Linked DNA regions of Mus musculus: region 1 is linked to region 2. A link is a contact called in public HiChIP or PLAC-seq data. All regions are on one chromosome and are shown on one strand. Each heading gives the region's core, a stretch centred on a gene start, on an enhancer-like site or on the middle of the called end of the contact. The rest is flanking DNA. Distances are from core to core; before and after follow the strand shown.

Evidence for each region. HiChIP or PLAC-seq counts read pairs in DNA pulled down with a chosen protein or histone mark.
Region 1: an H3K27ac HiChIP or PLAC-seq map of microglia shows a contact between it and region 2, with 5 times the contacts expected there. The contact joins the promoter of Slc22a18 here to the enhancer-like site in region 2. A contact is called at or near these places in 1 of 39 promoter capture datasets (macrophages), 9 of 484 Hi-C or Micro-C datasets (the AtT-20 cell line, LSK cells, the N1E-115 cell line and 6 more), 5 of 115 datasets of contacts at active chromatin or transcription factors (bone marrow-derived macrophages, fibro-adipogenic progenitors, microglia and 1 more) and 4 of 9 other capture datasets (adipose tissue, embryonic stem cells, liver and 1 more).

What each region holds. Positions count from the first base shown.
Region 1 is chr7:143,472,320-143,475,199 of GRCm38.p6, forward strand. Slc22a18 (solute carrier family 22 (organic cation transporter), member 18) reads left to right here and starts at 1,470. Exons shown (of 11, transcript NM_008767.3): 1 at 1,470-1,518.
Region 2 is chr7:143,019,575-143,022,421 of GRCm38.p6, forward strand. R74862 (expressed sequence R74862) reads right to left here. Exons shown (of 5, transcript NR_110354.1): 5 at 2,210-2,847. Among named protein-coding and RNA genes, the nearest start is that of Tspan32, 15 kb to the left of the region's middle. Within about 2 kb of position 1,452, at least 38 of the 459 cell types and tissues checked have an H3K27ac peak or open chromatin away from gene starts, as enhancers often do. A contact at or near this core is called in adipose tissue, bone marrow-derived macrophages, microglia and 1 more, where this site is marked.

The DNA of each region.
Region 1 (2,880 bases), core at 220-2,719, 450 kb after region 2:
CACAAAGGGCATAGACCCATTGCTCAATGCATTTTGATTCCAGGACATCAGAGAAACCAGCCGGAACTAGCCTGAAAGCCTGCTGGCTGGCTTTCACAGTGCTGGATGGTGCTTAGCAGGCCACAGGGAGAGAAAAGCCATCCGTGGTCTTACCCAGCAGCCAACCCTGCATGCTACAACACCAACCCACCAAGCAAGATGTGCAGATTCAGTGCAAATGGTCTGGGGGTAACCAATCACTCTTGGTTTGGACCAAGTCCTGCTCTACAGCAGGAAATTCATCCCTGGTACTGTGAACTCAGTCAAAATATGGCGTGGGGGGGGGGGGCGGTCATAGGCTCTAGGGAATCTACTCCTGTTGTCTTGCTAAGTGAATGTCATCAAACTCCCTTCTAAATGTTCGTTTGTAGACAAAGGCTAGTGCTGTTCTTAGTCTTAGCCAGGGAAGCTTCTCTGCAGTGAGCAACAGTTGAGGAAGAAATTCATAACTCAGTGCTGAATGAGTGACTGTGGACAGCTCAGCCCTAAATGGGGCATCTGCATCAACCTGACCTCCAAGGTTCAGGGGACAGAAAGACTGTAAGAGCCAGAGGATGGGAAGGAATTCACTGTAGCCATAGCTACCTCAACAAGATCAAGGCAATAGCATCAGTCAACAGTCTAACAAGTGGCACTCACGGAACTCTAAAGTGAAAGAGAGAGGAGAAATAGAGAGAGACAGAGACAGAGAGAATGAAAGAAGAAAGGGGTATATTGGAGGTTATTAGAGGGGAAATGGGAAGAGAAAGTTAAGTGTGCATACAAACAAGATACATTGTATACATGTATGAAATTGGCAAAAATAAACAAATGATATCCACTAAATAGGTCACCTGCACACAGTAGGTACTCAATGGTTATGGATGAAGGAGGTTCCTGCTTCATAGACACATCATTAGGCCCAGGAAATCATATAGGCAGCATCTCTCTTCTTGGGGAAGCTCCGGGCTATCCTGAACACCAGCACACAGTAGTCACTTTCTCTGCACCTGTGGCCATGCTCACACCCCTCTATTTTTGCCCCTAACCCCGCAGGACCCCCTAAGTCTAAGCCCTATCAGGTGTTCTCAGTTGCCTGAGCTCACCCCTATGCCCTGCCACACTGTTCTTACTGCCTGACTTACCCTTCCTACACCTGATACATTGTGCTTCTCCTTAGGACCCCACTGGGAAGCTGCCTCCCAACCTGGCTCCAGATAAGAATCAGCCCTTCCTACAGCAGCCTGGGTTGGTCCCCTTGGCAGAACAGTGGCCTCATGTGAGTGATATTGATCCCTAGAGAAAGCTACTTCCTCTTCAGGAGGTGATCCCAGGTTCTAGGGTTCCCTGTTCCTCTCTAGCCAGAAGGGCAATTTTACCACACTCCCTCACAACCAGGAAGTGCCCCACCCCTCTGGAGCCTGTTCAGAACAAGCACAAAAGCTAGAATCATTCGGCCTGGCCTGCCGGTTCCCCCACAACTGCAAGCTCTGCTTGTGGGTAAGTAGCCTGCTCCCATTGCTGTTTATTATGAACGCTGGAGGACCTTTGGCCTTCCCCAAACTATCCTGAGGCAGTCTTACTCAACCCCCAAGCTCTGCCCCCAAAACCCTGACACCAATAAAGATGTCACCTGCACACTAGGTAAGAATTAACCCCATCAGGGAGCTGACCTGACAGGAACTATCCCTCACTTCTACCCCCATGGACTTCAGAAGGGCCTGGACTCTGGACCCCAGGAGTCCTGAGATTCCTGGCCTCAGAGTCCTCTCCTTTCCATAATCAGCCTCCCTCTCATCCCTCATGGAAGCCCTGGCTAACTGGGTCTCCTCCAACCCTCCGGGAGCTGGGATGGGTTCCTACAACCTCTTGGCAGAGGAACTGAGAACACTTAACATCCACACCTGCAACACATCTCCCATCCCAATTTTCAAGGTGGAATCTACCCCAAGCATACGGCACATACCTGGGGACAGACAGAGCCTTGGGCCTGATCCATTGGTTAGAATGCCAATAGCCATGCCTCTAACTGCCCAGTTTGAGACATGTTCTCACTGGGCATCCCTGGGCACCCTGTCCCAGTTCCTCCCTTTTCTGATCTGCTGAGCTGGGGTGTGCATGCAGCAAAGGAGATCTGATTTTCATGTTGTGGCCTGTGACTTGACCCTACTCGGCTGCAAGGTAGAGAGGTGGGGTGGGCGTGTAAAAGAGCGTCTGGTTTCCTAGCAGTGATCAATCTGTCTGAAGATGAATGAATATGGATAGTACTGGTCAGGGCCAGAGTGTTGACCCTCCAGAAATGTGAGAACAGGACAGACAGGGGGAGGGGCATTTCTATAGCTTCCAGAAGCCTTTTGGTCAGTGGAGAGAGATTTGGAGCACAAGAACTGCCCACACAAGTGTAGTATCACTGTGCCTCTCCTGGCTTCTGCTTTCCCTTCTTCTGGATCCCAGAGCCATACCCCCTCCTCTTCCTCCTCCTTCTTCTCCTAGTCTTCACTCTCCAACCCTAAATGAACACCCTGTGGTGCTTGAGTGGTCAGAATTCCAACTTCCTTGGAACCAGAGTCCAGGGCAGGGCTGAGGCTTAACACTGGGAACCTCGCAAGCCCCGTGGGGGGGGGGGGGGAGCCTCAGGAGGCGTGTCTTGATTGGCCAATGAATGCTCAGAGACTGTGTTGCGGGCTAGCCCAGATCCCAGGGTGGGTGGAGCGAGCTCCGGGGCGGGAGAACTAGCCCTGGTGAAGTGGGAGGACCCAAGCTATTGTGGGGTGGGACCTTTCCGGGTCACTAAGGAAGGGCCTCTATCAAGAAACACCTGGGAGGGCTCATCCACCCGAAATACACCCACTCTCTCCCGGA
Region 2 (2,847 bases), core at 202-2,701:
GCAGAGAACAGGTAGAACGGAACGAGGGGTAGGTTAACCTTCAAAAGCCCACCCTTCTGATCTACTTCTGTCAGCCAGACCCCACTTCCTACAGGCCCCACAATAGGACCATATTCAGAGAGAAGGGCCAAGGGAGAAGGGTATCCCTTCTCAAAGGCACAGCCCAGTGACCTCTTCCTCAAAGTTGGCCTCTCCTTCTAGTCTTCTTTTTAAAATATCATTGCATTATGACCCCTCCATGAATTAATCCACTGGTTAGGTCACAGTTCTCACAATCTAATCACTTCCAAGAAATCCAGCCCCTGAACACTTCCCTAGTGGGGGGGCATGCCTATAGCAATGAGTGTATGTTTGTGTGTGTGTGTGTGTGTGTGTATGTGGTGTGTGTTTGTGTATATGTGTGGTATATATGGTGTGTATGTCTGTGTGATGTATGTGTATATGTGGTGTGCAGTATGTATGTGTGTGGTTGTATATGTGTAGTGTGTATGTATGTGTGGTGTATGTATGTATGTGGTGTGTGTATGAATGCATGTGGTGTGTATATGGTATGTGTGTATGTGTGTATGGTGTGTCTGTGTATGTAGTGTATGTATATATGTGTGTGTGGTGTATAAGTGTAGTGTGTGTATGTGTGTGTGTGGTGTGTCTGGGTGCATGTGTGGTGGTGTGGTATGTGTATGATGTCTGTATGTGTGTAGTGTGTATGTGGTGTTATATGCACAGTGTGTGAGTAGGTGTGTGCTATATGGTATATTGTGTATGTATGTGTGGGTGTGTATGTGGTATGTATGTGCAGTGTACATACATATGTGTAGTGTGTATGTATGTGTGTGTGTGTGATATACATATGGTGTGTGTATGTGTGTTCTCATAACAGTAACAAAGTAGCAACCATCCACTAGGTTTGATTGTGGGTCAGAGCCCAGATGGAGGGCAGGTTCTCCACTCAACCTCTCATGAGGCCAAGAGGCCATGAGGCAAGAGGACATGTTAGCTGGGCCTTACTTAGAGGCTTCTAGAAGATTCCCCCATCTGGGCTCACTCTGGCTGCTGGAAGAAGCTAATTTATTGCAGCTGTGGGCTTGTGGCCCTTCTCTCCTTGGTGACTGCTTTCTGCTCTGTGACTCTGGTTCACTCTGCTCCATCCCCATAGGGCTGGCTGAGCCTTCCTGTATGCTGCTCATTCTCTGGCTCCCACCATCTGGTGAAGCTCTTAAAGGGCCACATGATGATCTCCTTGTCTGAACAAGAATTCTTTCTTCTAATGCTGGTAAAATGCACTGTGCCTGACACTGACCATTTGACCACATTCAAGTGCACAGCTCAGCAGAATTAACATCCGCCCCCACCATCTGCCTCCAGAACTTTCCATCTTCTCATACTGAAACTCGGTCCCCTTTCAGCACTGACTCCCTGCTTCCTCCCCAGCTCCTGGCTCCCGCCCTGCTTTCTGTAGATTTGGTGAGTTCAAGGATCCCCTGGGAGTGGCTATCTCAGCATAGGATCCACATGGTTCATCCATTTTGCATGGTAAGAGAACTCTTAGCATGTTTACAGTAGCCTCATGACCACATACTGAGGGATTGTCACAGAGCATGGTGGGGGTAAAATCTAAAACTCCTGCCTCCTGTAGTTACTGTCACTGATGGTTCACCCACCCCTATGAAGACTGTCACCTGTACTTGAATACTCTCAAATATTCACACAATTTGTGCAAGCTGCTAAGTCCCAAGGAGACACATTGACCTAATCAAGACTGAGGCCCCAAATGCAGCCCGTAAGAAAACTTCCCCTGAGGAAGGAACCTACCTCATCTTATACCCAGACCCAGCAAGAGAGGGTCCCCCAAATCAGAGCCATCCTGCAATTTGTTTCCAACACATGGGAAAGGCCTGTTAAACCTTCTTTGTGTTTCTGATGCTCACGCCTCCTCCTTCCCACACATTCACTTCCCCAAATAAGAGGACTCTCTCTTTGAATAAGGCACTCCACATCTGCAAACACACAGGGTTTCTCCCTAGGGAGATTCTCCAGTGTCACAAGTATTTGGTTCCCCGGATAGAAGTCCAGGGTCTCTGCTGGCAAGTGTTTCTTTGGTTGTAGTGCTTCTATATCTCACTGTACTTCGCCCTATGAAATCTACAGGAAAGGAAGCACAAATATGCAGAGTGCCCTAGTCTGGTGATTAGACACTGAAACCAATTCAGGGAGGATAGGATTTATTTGACTTATACTTCCAGGTAACAATACATCATTAATGAAAGCCAATGCAGGAATTCAAGCAGAACAGGAACCTGGAGGCAGAGACTCAAACAGAAACCACATAGGCACACTGCTGACTAGTTGGTACCTCATGGTTTGCACAGCCTCCTTCCTTATACAGCCCAGAGGGAGCTCCACCCACAGGAGGCTGAGCCCTCCCCGAGTCATCACTAATCAAGAAAATGCCCTCACAGACTTGCCTACAGAACAATCTGATGCAAGCAACTCCTCGGCTGAAATTCCTTCCCTCTTCCCAAATATGTCTAGGTTTGTATAAAGTTGATAAAAATTAGCAAACACTCAGAACAAGGTGGTGTGTGTTTGTGTGTGTGTGTGTGTGTGTGTGTGTGTGTGTGTGTGTGTGTGTGTAATTCAAACTCAAAGAGGCAGAGGCAAGAGGATTGTGATTTTGAGGCCAGGCTAGACTAAACAGAAAGACTCCACTTCAAAAACAAATGAATGAACAAAGAAACAACAACATCAAAACAAAACCACAGAAAGGGAGTGCAAAGGAGGGAAGGAGAAAGGAATATAGGATCCCATATACAATGGTGGTGGGACAGGAGGGGAAAAAAGAAGAAA